Regions from separate parts of the Mus musculus genome. Here regions 2 and 3 are each linked to region 1. A link is a contact called in public ChIA-PET and HiChIP or PLAC-seq data. All regions are on one chromosome and are shown on one strand. The core of a region is the stretch at or near the end of the contact, and the rest is flanking DNA. Distances in the headings are between cores, read along the strand shown.

What was found. ChIA-PET counts read pairs in DNA pulled down with a chosen protein or histone mark. HiChIP or PLAC-seq counts read pairs in DNA pulled down with a chosen protein or histone mark.
Region 2: a contact with region 1 is called in an RNA polymerase II ChIA-PET map of memory CD8 T cells, with 1,584 read pairs. The contact joins the promoter of Izumo1r here to the enhancer-like site in region 1. A contact is called at or near these places in 17 of 39 promoter capture datasets (the 3T3-L1 cell line, 3T3-L1-derived adipocytes, the C10 cell line and 10 more), 3 of 15 datasets of contacts at CTCF or cohesin (embryonic stem cells and large pre-B cells), 27 of 484 Hi-C or Micro-C datasets (B cells, CD4 T cells, CD8 T cells and 10 more), 16 of 115 datasets of contacts at active chromatin or transcription factors (CD8 T cells, the HPC-7 cell line, the SCID.adh cell line and 7 more) and 4 of 9 other capture datasets (adipose tissue, embryonic stem cells, liver and 1 more).
Region 3: a contact with region 1 is called in a BATF HiChIP or PLAC-seq map of CD8 T cells, with 13 read pairs. The contact joins two enhancer-like sites. A contact is called at or near these places in 9 of 484 Hi-C or Micro-C datasets (CD4 T cells, CD4 single positive thymocytes, the HPC-7 cell line and 6 more), 8 of 115 datasets of contacts at active chromatin or transcription factors (CD8 T cells, Th17 cells, double positive thymocytes and 3 more) and 3 of 9 other capture datasets (adipose tissue, embryonic stem cells and liver).

What each region holds. Positions count from the first base shown.
Region 1 is chr9:15,016,669-15,020,722 of GRCm38.p6, forward strand. The region is part of intron 2 of Panx1 (pannexin 1); the gene reads right to left. Among named protein-coding and RNA genes, the nearest start is that of Panx1, 27 kb to the right of the region's middle. Within about 2 kb of position 1,648, at least 138 of the 459 cell types and tissues checked have an H3K27ac peak or open chromatin away from gene starts, as enhancers often do. A contact at or near this core is called in B cells, CD4 single positive thymocytes, CD8 T cells and 14 more, where this site is marked.
Region 2 is chr9:14,901,865-14,905,918 of GRCm38.p6, forward strand. Izumo1r (IZUMO1 receptor, JUNO) reads right to left here and starts at 1,903. Exons shown (of 5, transcript NM_022888.3): 1 at 1,849-1,903; 2 at 519-659. The coding sequence starts at 656.
Region 3 is chr9:14,919,212-14,923,265 of GRCm38.p6, forward strand. No RefSeq gene overlaps it. Among named protein-coding and RNA genes, the nearest start is that of Izumo1r, 17 kb to the left of the region's middle. Within about 2 kb of position 2,295, at least 28 of the 459 cell types and tissues checked have an H3K27ac peak or open chromatin away from gene starts, as enhancers often do. A contact at or near this core is called in CD4 single positive thymocytes, CD8 T cells, Th1 cells and 3 more, where this site is marked.

The DNA.
Region 1 (4,054 bases), core at 398-2,897:
ATCTTGACTGTAAGCCCTGCTCATTTCCGGGACTCTCACAATCAAATCCCACACACTGCAAGGCCGTGGACAATGAGTCTTTTCTCTGACTGTTCTGTAGGCCAGTCCTACAGAACTCCCTCCGAAGGCCCTGGGGAGGCCACCTCCCCCACAAGTGTCCCCACATTCTCTCCCCTTGACGTGTGTCTATGTGCAATTTTTCTCCTCGTAAGAGGACACCATCAGCTCCAGGGTTGGTCCTCATAACTCACGACTGAATCTCTAACAAACTGTTCAACTCAAGTCATACTCTCAGTATACAGGGTTAAGATGGCAACATAATCTTGGGTGACAAAATTCAACCCCTGCCACCACACCCATGTCCTTCATCTTGGTCTCTGCCCCAGAATAGCCCTGGAAGCATCTGGCTCACCCTACTGTACTGACAAGCTTATATGTACAGGATAATCTGCCCTTTACTCCTGCCTCTCAGTGCCACTGCTCCCCAGAGTCTGTCCTCAGTAGCTTTGACTGTCAGCTTGACACAGCCTATAGTCACCTGGTGGGGAGCCTCGGATGAATTCACTTAGAGTGGCCTGGAGGTGTGTCTCAGGGGCAGGGGCTGTCACTATTACTAACTGATAGGAGGAAGTAGCCTATTGCAGGCAGCACCACTCCCTGGGCAGCTGGTGCTGAGCTGTGTAAGAAAGCTAGGTAAGTATGAGCCTGAGTGTGAACCAGAGTGTGAGCCAGAATGTGAGCCTGAGTGCGAGCCCGAGTGCGAGCCTCAGTGAGAGCCTAAGTGCGAGCCAGAGTGAGAGCCTGAGTGCGAGCATGAGTGCGAGCCAGAGTGCGAGTCTGAGTGAGAGCCTGAGTGTGAGCCTAAGTGCAAGCCTGAGTGCGAGCCTGAGTGTGGGCCTGAGTGTGAGCCTGAGTGAGAGCCTGAGTGTGAGCCTAAGTGCAAGCCTGAGTGCGAGCCTGAGTGTGAGCCAGAGTGTGGGCCTGAGTGTGAGCCTGAGTGTGAGCCAGAGTGTGGGCCTGAGTGCAAGCCAGAGTGTGAGCCAGAGTGTGGGCCTGAGTGCAAGCCAGAGTGTGAGCCAGAGTGTGAGCCTGAGTGTGAGCCAGCAAGCAATGTTCCTGGTCTCTGCCCTCATTTCCTTCAGTGGTGGATTACGACCTGCACATGAACCACATGAACCCTTTCCTCTCCATGTTGCTTTTCCTCAGTATCTTATCACAGGGACAGAAAGGAACTAAAGAGACACCATCCCTTCTACACCCTCGGTCTCACAGCTTCCACACATCACCCTGACAGGTGCCCCGAGTGGGCGCCACCAGACTAGACTGCTGTTCCTCAGACAGTGTGAGCCTGCACACCAGTGTGCCATTGTGGGGATTTCTACTCAGACCTGCAATTCCATGTCTAGTTTAGTTTCATTTCTGTTGCTGTGATAAAATACTTGGACAAATTTAATTTATAGGAGAAGTGGCTTATGTCAGCGCCCCAGACACCTGGCATGCTACCCCAGTGGTTGGTCAGCTGCTACCACAACACATAAGCATAAACACAGTGCCTGTCTTCCTGGGGTAGCTTTAACAGTGACTGTGTGGCTTTCAAGATCTCTTGGTGTCACCTTGTGATTGGCTGTGTGGTATCAAGCCCTGTGTGCTGTCGGCACGTTCCCTTCTCAGAAGCGCCCACATCCTTCCGCTTCTGTCCTGACCAGAGCCTTCCCTGAGCCTGACTGGTGGTCTCCACGCCTCTCCTCTCTGACACACTAGGCTCTCCCTGCTCCCCTCCTGCCGACCAGAACCCACCTCTGTAACTGGCGAGGCTTCCCCTGCCTCTCCTCTCACCACTAACCACCACCACGACTTGGCTCTGAGGACAGACTCTTAGAACCAAGCATACTGCCAGGCCCACGCAGCGGCTCCCACTGGTCCAGCATTTGCCATATGCCTGTTTGGCAGTCACAGATCCTACTCTCCATAACCCTGCTTCCATTCCACTGTGCCGTGGCCACCCTGCTTCCCAACAGGACGAAGCATCTCCGGGAAGTGCCTCACCCCACACTCCCAAGGCCAGTGGTTCTCAACCTTCCTGATGCTGCGACCAGTTTTACAGTTCCTCATGCCATGGTGACCTCCAACCATAAAATTATTTTGTTCCTACTGCATAACTGTTATGTGGCTACTGTTATGAATCATAATGTAAATATCTGCTATGCGACTCCCCCACAGGTTGAGAAGTGCTGCCCTAGGCAGTCCTGCTGGGTTGTTAGCTCAGCATCTCCATGTGGTCTCCAGCCTCTCAGCCACCTCGTTCTCGTGACTCACGGGACACAGTCTTCCTGGTCACACCCTTCCCTCCTGTCCACCCAGCTGTGTGTAAGGAAGGCACATTTTCTGAGAAGAACAGAGCCAGGTTTTTTGTTTCTGTTTTACCAATCACTACTTCTATACACTCACTCTTCACCCACAACCACCTGGCTGTCGCTTCACTAAAGCCCTGCAGCGGGAGCACTGAGGAATAACAGATCCAGTGAGTTGGGCTCCACTCGGAGAACAGCTGAGGGACAGGAGAACTCACGGCTCTGTCCCTGGGTTTCTGGGAAAACCATGCTTTATCTTTTCTGTCTCTCTTTCTAATTCAGTTCACCACCAGGGAGAATCTGAGAATCTGAGACGCATTCTGTGGCCCACTGCTGCCAAGCAGAGCATGAGGGCCCTCGATCAACATCAGCTAAAAGGAACTCCATGTCGCTGTCTGCAGCTAGGAAACCTGATTCCTCCAGCTCCCTGAGACAACCTCCATGTATCTCAGTTCCTCGAGCCCACTGGTAGTAGTGATGGGTCTGATCAAGACCTCCTACGGACATGTTTCTGTTGTGAGTTTTCTCTGGATTTTCCTCATTTGTGGTATGTCATATGTGTATAAATGCCAAACACCCTGCATAAAGAGCCAAAGAAAGCACACGGGTGATGCTCTAGACGATGTCCCTTTCCTCCAAGGGGGGGACTCAGCTTCACTCTGGCAAACATGTAACTTAGAGACATCGTCAATGTCCAAGTAGTCTCATTGTCCAGGCTCTGAAATGACTCAGACCAGTACTCTAGTCCCTGAAATGACTCAGACCAGTACTCTAACCTCTGGGAGGGAGGGAGGGAGGGAGGGAGGGAGGGAGGGAGGGAGGGAGGGAGCCCCTTACTCCCAGCTAAGCCTGAGGGTTGACCAGGCAGGTTTCTTCACTTTCTGTCCCCAGTCCTAGAGCCTGGTAAGAGCTGGGATACTCAGAACCGCCATAGCAAATGAGCTCAGCTCCAGAAAGAGCCTCAGACGCTCATCCCAGCAGGTCCCCTTGACTTGCAGACCTGGGTTCTGTTTGTGCAGCCCCAGACTACTCTATGACCCCAACATCTGGAAAAAAAAAACAAAAACAACTGAGGGTTTCTCTTGCTCCAGTGGTCTTGTGGCAGCTCAGGTCCCTGCCAACCCTTACCTTAAGCAATCCCTGCTACAATCTGAGGCTCAGCCAATGCCAACTCAGACTGGCCACAACTTGGCATTTCCACAATGACAATTTAACATGGACTTAAAACTACAGCAGCACAGACCGAGATTTACAAGGCTTCCTGTTTTCTGCAAGCGTCCACCTGTGCTGAAGGTCCTTACAAGATGATATGCTGACACACAAGGCCGACAAGAACCCACTCTGCACGCAGGCTGCACATTAAAGGGGAAAGGCCAACCCAGGCATCACGTGGTACCTCCACGTCAAATGTGCATGGAGTCTTGTAAGAGAAGAAGGCCGACTGGGTGTCCAGACGCAGTTACAGTAGCAGAGGATATGCAGTCAGCTCTAGCCCTGCAGAAGATGCACATCTGTGTTTTCAGTAGATTAGTATCAGATGAGACAAATGTTCTGGTTGGTTTTTACAAGGGGCAAAAGAACCAGTAGGACAGGCTAAAGCAGAGTCCTGCCTCGGTATGTGCAGAGGAGACCCAAGATCTCAGGGAAGACGCAGAGTGTGACACCACTGCTCACAGGAAGACCCAGAGTGTGACATCACATCA
Region 2 (4,054 bases), core at 653-3,152, 110 kb before region 1:
GAGGGGATATGAGCACCTCTCTAGAGGAGGAACTCTAGTATCTGAAGAATGAGGCGCACCTGACCATTGACCTCCCTCCCCTCTGCCTTCTTGCCACAAAGTATAGCTTCCAGGTGTCTGCTCCAGGGGGTGGGGGTGGGGCAATAAATCCAGGAAAGCAAATAGAAAGATTCAGGAACCTGGGTGGTTATCACGGGTGGGAGGAGCTTCTCGTTGGAATGTTCCTCCTCCCACAGCCTTTAGGAAACTGACAAGGAGACAAATTAAGGTCTGTCTCGCCAGCGCATGTTGGCAGGGAGGCTTGCTCTGACCCACGGTTAGCTAGCATAGCCTCTGGGATCACCACATGACCTGTTTCCCAAGCGGCCAGAACAGCTTAGTGGCAAAGCCCTAGATGGACCCCAAATTAAGGATCTAAATGATTAGGGGTGGTGGGGTACAGAGACCACCTGGTCTGTATTTCTTCTCAAATAATCCTAAGAAGCTGCCCTAGCCCCTGGGCCAGCGCTGCTCTGTACCTCCTGGTAGAGTTCGTCTTCTGGGCCAGGTTCTTGCTTGTGGCGCTTGGAATTCATGCAGACGCTGAGCAGTTTGTCCCCTGCCAAGGTGGGTAGGACTGCCCACAACCCCAAGAGGATCTGCCACCACTGTGCCATGACCTGCCACAGAGAGAAGCCCATGGTAAAGAGAACCTAGTCTTCTGAAAGACCAGGAAGGTAACACCCACCCCACTCCTGCCAACCACCAGGCACTGAAGAGGGAGGAGGGGCTCCAAGGCTTCCTTAGGTTGCTGAAATATTCTGGCTGCTCCTAGAACCTTCTGTGTAGAGCAGCATCACAGAATGTAGAGTAAGACTTGGATCTGGCACTCATTACAAACCATTGCAGGAATGTAGAAAGCAAACTGACCAACAGGGGAAAAGAGAAGAAAAAGAAAAACAAACAAACAAACAAACAGCAGCTCTGAAGAGGAGGCCAGGCAAGGAATGGATCTAAGCTGCTCACTTAGATACAGTTTGCTAGTTTGGTAATAATATGGATTCGAAGTTTAGAGCTTTAATCCCAGCCCACAGCCAGCCTCTTGGCCAAGTAACCAATTCCCAGTAAACAGATTCTCCTTATGGCAAAAGAACATGGTGGGGTGGGATGTCAAAGCCAGCTTTATCCATCACATGCCAACCCTAGTTCTATTCCCTAGGAAGGGTCCACACCAGCTCCTCAGAGTAGTTCATCCCCACCCTGACCCTTCAACCAATGAGCTTTCCTTAGCTCATTTCAACCAACCCCAGTCTATCTCAGAGACACCCTATGTGTCAGGCTGTAACAGACAGCCTAAGACCCCTGCTGGCCTCTCAGGGCTAGGGGCTGAGGAGACTTCCACCTTTAAGCCCTCATCCTAGCACAGGAACACGAAGGCTGGCTTGTACCTTGGTGTTTGCTGATACATTTCCAGTTCTCTTCTGGGTTGTACTGGCAATGGGGGGCGGTGGTGGAGAGGCTGGACAGAGAGATCGCCCCTCTGCTAGAACAAGGGCAAACCCGGCTTCAGGAGGGCTCCAGTCAGTCCTCACTGCCAGGACTTCATGGGTCTTACGTCACCTAGGCTTGCTGGGAGCCTGCCCTACACATCAGCAGTTTAGCCGGAGTAGTAGTCTACCTCAGGATGTCTGAGATGTGACTTAGAGACCCAGACTCTTCTGCAGAACCCATCCTGAACTCCAAACCCAAGACTGTTCTTCCACAGAGCCAGCTCCAAGTTTGCACAAAGAACAACTATTCTGAAAGACCGGGAAGGTAAGATGAAGAGAGGAAAGACACCAGCCCCCTCAGCATTGTCTTCAGATGTACCTTCAAGGCAGGGCCCTCCTGTTGCTCCTCCTGATGCCAAAGAGGTGAGCGGGCTGAGGGCGCTCCACCCACTGCCCTTTTATCAGCCTTCAGCTTCTATGAGCTACAGGTGTGGAGAGCCGCCAGTAGCTAGACCTGAGTAGCCTGCCTCCAAGAGAGAGAGAGAAACAAGACCTTGTGGTACCAGAGATCCCTGAAGTGGGTGGCAAGTTCAACTCTCAGCACTGCTTCTAACCTGTGAGAACTTGGAAATAACTTAGATTCTATCAGTCTGTTGCTCTGTAATGAGAGCTGTTGGCAGAATCTGTCCGGCGGGGTGGGGGGTGGGGGTGGGGTGAGAGGGATCATGAAAAGTTCACAGCCCAGGGATGTCTTAACAGTCCTTCATCTTTTGTTCTCAGAAGCTTCCTCGGGTCCCTTCCTCTGCTCAGACCCCTGGGGCCTCTGAGTAACAGAATCCTCCCACAGCATCCGGGTCTAGCTTAGCAGCACGCAGGTGCACAGACAGGCAGCTTGGCCAGCCAAGAATTTAAGCAACAATCAAAGCTGAAACAAAAGCCGCCCCTCAGGGCCACCAGGGGCAGCCTGCATTTGCACCCTGTGCCTGGTCTGATCGCTGCTCCAAAGGTCCCATTGGAGGTGATGCCCATAACTTTGCTTGTCTTTTATGTTCTGTCTCCAAAGGAAAAGTAGCCAAAAATCACTGAAATTTCATACAAAAAGTAGTAAATAAATAAAAACATTCCTTGTGATTTCCACCAAGGAAGACAAAGTACAGCACACGGTGTTCAGCTGCCAGTCAATGTACAAAGCACATTGATTTTGTGCAGGGAAAATAGCAGTTTCCATGCGTGGGTATGGAGTACTGAACATCCACGAGGACTAGTCACGGGGCTGGAGGCTAGGGCACTGGTACACAGTCTGGCTTACTGCCTGCAAGAATACCCCAAATGAGCACTCTCTTTTGTAGGGGATACTGAGGCTCGGACAGAGGTTGATGGAGCTAGAATCTGAGAAAGGCTTGTTTGACTCCATATTTAATGCTTATGAACCAGGTGAGGGGGATGCCCCCAGGACTGAGGGGTAGAAACTATCCAGATCTTTAAAAAAATTAAACGTCACAGTCAGACTTTGGGGGTGGGGGTGTGTTGGCTTTTCCGGAACAGAGCAGTAATGGTTATCAGCCCAACTTGCATGTCTGGTCTTCAACAGAGCTGAGACTCATTTCCTGAAGCCAGAGGCCAAATGGAAAGGCATTTCTGCTTCGAGGGTCTCTTTTGTATCGGTGTCCACAGGGACAGCAGAGGCAGGTACTCACGTCTGTCCTGTATAGACACCCAGGGAGCAACAAGTCTTGACAAGTAAGCGTTTTGGAACTGAACATTAAATTTAAAATGACTGTGGATGTGGCAAGAGCAAGAATCCAAAAATGAGTCACACGAGTCATTACTGGAATGGAAAAATGTCCTCCACAAGGAGGGAGAGAGATAAGGAGGACTCTCTTAGCCACCTCCAGGACAGAGCTATAGGAATTGTGTCAAAATTGCAGCCAGCATGGATGCAGGTGCAGTGGGGGAGGGGTGATTGCAGAGAGCTCCAGGCCAAGCATCTGTCCCTAGAGAAGTGCTGTGAGGCCCTTGAACAGAGCTCATTTTGCCTTATTTTGTCCCAGTCTTCCAGAGAAATCTGTTTTCCGATTGAAGGCTGCTAAATCAGGGCTGGCTGTGGATGGAGCCACTCAAGCAGCCGAAAACAGCAACAGATTAAAGACCAGGGGAAGAGGGGCAGGCAGTTAAAGGCATTCTGAAGGGGGAGGGAGGGGCAGTGAATGGGGTGACCTGAAGTGACAGGGATGCTGGATGGTGATGCCTGTCCTGTCTTCCCACCGTTTGGGTTATCAGGTCATCCAAAGCAATGCATTTGAAGACAAACAAAAAACAAAAAAGCTAGGACACCCCAGGGTATCTGAAGTCTGCAGCCAGTGCCAAGGCCTGACAGGAACTCTTCTTCTCAAGTATCCTCCTTACCCCCTGAATAATTAAACTCCCTTGCAAGTTTGTAGCTCTGGCAGAGGGCAGCGTGCCTCTCACTCTGGATGGTTCAATCTAATGTGAGGTGTTGTTGGCTTAAGCTCCTGTTCTTCCTGCAGCAGGGGTAGTGCTCAGAGACTCCAACCAGGCTCCCTGGTTCCCTCCAAGGCAATATC
Region 3 (4,054 bases), core at 1,045-3,544, 97 kb before region 1:
ACAAAAGTTCACAGATAAGCCAGGGTGCAGCTACTGGCTCATCCATGGTCTTTCTTTTATATTTACTTAATTAAAAATTAATGTGTGTGTGTGTGTGTGTGTGTGTGTGTGTGTGTGTGTGTGTGTGTGTGTCTAGATCAGATGAGGGTATGGGATGCCCTAGGTTGGAGTTTCAAGCAGTTCTGAGCCCCCCAGGGTGGGTACTAGAAACTGAATTTTGGTTCTCTAGAAGAGAATCAAGCAGGCCTAACAGCTGTGCTGTCTCCTCAGCCCCATCTTTGGTCTTTGTGAGAATGGGCTGGAGCTAACAGCCTTGGAGCTCTCACAACTCCTGAGATTCCCAGAAATCACCCAGGCTTCTATTTCCTCCTGGAGCTTCCCCCTTAGCCTCTTACTTTGCAGCTTTTGTTGTGTCTGCTGCTTACCTGTTTCTCTACTCTTTACCCCAGGAGGCTACCAGTACTATAATTCCCGCTGTCAAATACTTCCCAAGAGGCCTCAGCCCAGAAAGAATTAAAGTGAGCTAAAACAAAGGAAAAAATCAGACAACAAAACAATCATCAGGGACCTGCTTCAAAGGTCAAAGTGAATAAGCGTAATTCATAGATAACAATGTTGCCATGACTAGCAAGCAGGACACTTAGGAACAGGAGTCATCATTAAGCTGGAGGAAGGAACACGAAATGGTAAGAGGCCAACACTAGCAGTTTCTCATGGAGCATCCCCTTTGTTGTTAGATGTGCTTAAAATTGGATGTCCACATTTCCAAATGGTGTATTGTGAACATGCTTACAAGCCTAAGGCTTGTTTCAGAGCAATAATAGATCCTGGGTGTGACCTACTCTGACACTTTTCATAATGCCCTTTCTTCAAATTCCTTAAGAATCTGGAGTCTGTGATTACATTCATCACATTGGGTTCATGGGAAGGTCCTTGAAGTCTATGGAAGGATTTTATAAACCATTTAGTGTTTTAGTGTATGAAAGCTACTCCAAAAAGCACCCGGCATGTAATAAATCATATATGTGGCGGTGGAATAAGATTGGCCCCCATAAACTCATATATTTAAATGCTTAGTTACCAGGGAGTGGCATTCCTTGAGAAGGACTCCTTGTTGGAGTAGATGTAGTCTTGTTGGAGGAAGTGTGTCACTGGAAGTGGGCTTTGTGGTTTTCAAGGGCCCAAGCCATGCCCAGGGTCTCTCTTCCTGCTACTTCTGGGTTCAGATGTGGAACTCTCAGCTACTTCTCCAGCTGCTTGTGTCCTACCATGATAATAATAGACTAAACTTTAAGCATGCCTTAATTAAATGGTCCCTTTTAAAAGAGATGCTGTGGTCATAGTGTTTCTTCAGAGCAGCAGAACAGTGACTAAGATAAGATATAACTCTTACTGTAATCTTTTTGTTGCTACTTTGTAAATAAGTCATATACTTTGTTTATTCTTCAGAACTAAACTTTTCCTTACCTGCTTCTCTGTAAATCTATGTAGCTTTCTATTCTTTGATTCTTTAATTGCTTGTATGACACATCAATCCATTTAAAATTCTGCCACCATAAAAGTCAGCTCGCAGGAAATGGGGCACCTTGCCTACAGAGTTTCTCTTGCATGTGGGGAGCTCTTGTTAAGATACAGATTCGACAGCTCTGCTCCTCAGACTCTGATCCAATTGTTACCTTGTCACAGGACAACATAGTCTGCCTCCCTTAGTCACCTCCTCCCAAAGGATACTTTCTTAAGTGTTTGAAAAAATAGTCCGGTATTTTAATAGTGCTCCTAAAACGCAGTCAGCCAAGCCTGACTCCCCACTGATGCTGCTTAGAGATAGAGCTTGTCATGGAGGCAGCATCCTCAGGAACAGAACCTGTGCCCTTCTGAGAAGAAACATGAGTGTTGATTCTGCCAGATGCAGTGAGAAGATGGCCATTGGTAAACTCTTGGTAAAGCCCTCACCCAAATCTGACTATGCCACATCTTCATCAGATCCTTCTTTCTGCTCCAAACTATAAGAAATGGTTGTCTGTAGCTGCAGACAACCAGGCTCTGACATTACTATAGCATCACAAACTGATGGCACTGTTTGACATTACCCAGTACTGCATGGTACTTGACTTGCTGACAATGGGTGGCACTGCCTGACTGACACTGCCTGACACTGACTATCAACACTGACTTACTGACACGGATCGTCTGACTGACACTGACTGACTGTAATTGACTAAGACTGCTTGCCTGCCTGCCTGCCTAACTGAGTGACTGACAGTAAGTGACTAACACTGACTGCCTACCGATACTAACTGATACTGACTGACACTGACTACTAAGACTGACAGTGACTAACACTGCCTGACTGACACTGACTAACACCGACTGCCTACTGATACCAGCTGATGCTGACTGACAGTAACTGTCACTGCCTGTCATTGACTGCCTGGCTGACATTATCTTTTGTAAAACTGCGTTTGTGTCTGCCAAGTATCAAAAGAAAATATGCAGGAGGGAGAATGCAATGAGAAAAATGACCTCCTCTGGTATGGGACAGGGAAAGTGAGTCTGACAACTTGGCTCCTCAGTGTCACCTCTCAACACCTAGCAGCACCTCAGATCTCCCAGCCCTTTCACAGGACATCCAGTACTTCCAGTGGTTTTGTTGTCGTTTTGTTTTGTTTTTTGTTGTTGTTGTTGTTGTTGGTTTTTTCCCTACAATGTATTCCAAGCTGGATTTCTGCCATTTGTATTCAAAGGCTTGCTAATAGGTAAACTTTCTTTGACTTTCTTTCTCTCCCTGGTAGTACAATTGTCTGTGGAATCCGGAGTGCAGGCCATCATTGGTGAGAGGACTGAAAACTCCAGTTAAGTTTCTGTCTAAGTGGCCCAGCATGAAATCATTTGCACCCAGAGGGGCAGGAGACTGTTGGCTGAAACTGTTGCTCTGTAGAGCTAGGGAGTCAAGGGAGAGAAAATAAAGAGGAGAAAGTGACAGGGCTTGTCTGAACTCAAACTAGGATTCTAGCTGGAGAAAGATTTCCCTCAATGTTTACTGAGCTCATTACCATATATGTGCTCTGGACAGAGGCTCCCACAGTCATTCTTCCTCTGCAGCACTGCTTGAGCTCAACTGCCTACTTTAGTTTTGGAGTCACACTCAAGGAACCAAAACTCTGCAGGGTGCTGCCTTAGTTGCCAAATAAAATGGCTGAAGGCTTTGTTCAAGGCTTCAATGAAGCAAATGCTTAAGGAAATAGTTGCTGGCCTCTCTCCTTCTTCCCCTCCAGCCTCCTTCTGGGCTCTCTCCTTCCCCTCCAGCCCCCTTCTGGCCTCTCTCCTTCTTCCCCTCCAGCCTCCTTCTGGGCTCTCTCCTTCCCCTCCAGCCCCCTTCTGGGCTCTCTCCTTCTTCCCCTCCAGCCCCCTTCTGGGCTCTCTCCTTCTTCCCCTCCAGCCCCCTTCTGGGCTCTCTCCTTCCCCTCCAGCCTCCTTCTGGCCTCTCTCCTTCTTCCCCTCCAGCCTCCTTTTGGCCTCTCTCCTTCTTCCCCTCCAGCCCCCTTCTGGGCTCTCTCCTTCCCCTCCAGCCTCCTTCTGGCCTCTCTCCTCCTTCCCCTCCAGCCTCCTTCTGGGCTCTCTCCTTCTTCCCCTCCAGCCCCCTTCTGGGCTCTCTCCTTCTTCCCCTCCAGCCCCCTTCTGGGCTCTCTCCTTCTTCCCCTCCAGCCCCCTTCTGGGCTCTCTCCTTCCCCTCCAGCCCCCTTCTGGGCTCTCTCCTTCTTCCCCTCTAGCCCCCCTCTGGGCTCTCTCCTTCTTCCCCTCCAGCCCCCTTCTGGGCTCTCTCCTTCTTCCCCTCCAGCCCCCTTCTGGGCTCTCTCCTTCTTCCCCTCCAGCCCCCTTCTGGGCTCTCTCCTTCTTCCCCTCCAGCCCCCTTCTGGCCTCTCTCCTTCTTCCCCTCCAGCCCCCTTCCTTTTGTAAGAAGCTTCCTTAAATCTTCTCTCCATTCTGAAGACCCCAAGACTAAGAGATTCAATCCTAGTAGAATTTTTCTTTTCTATTTCTTTTTTTCTCCCCT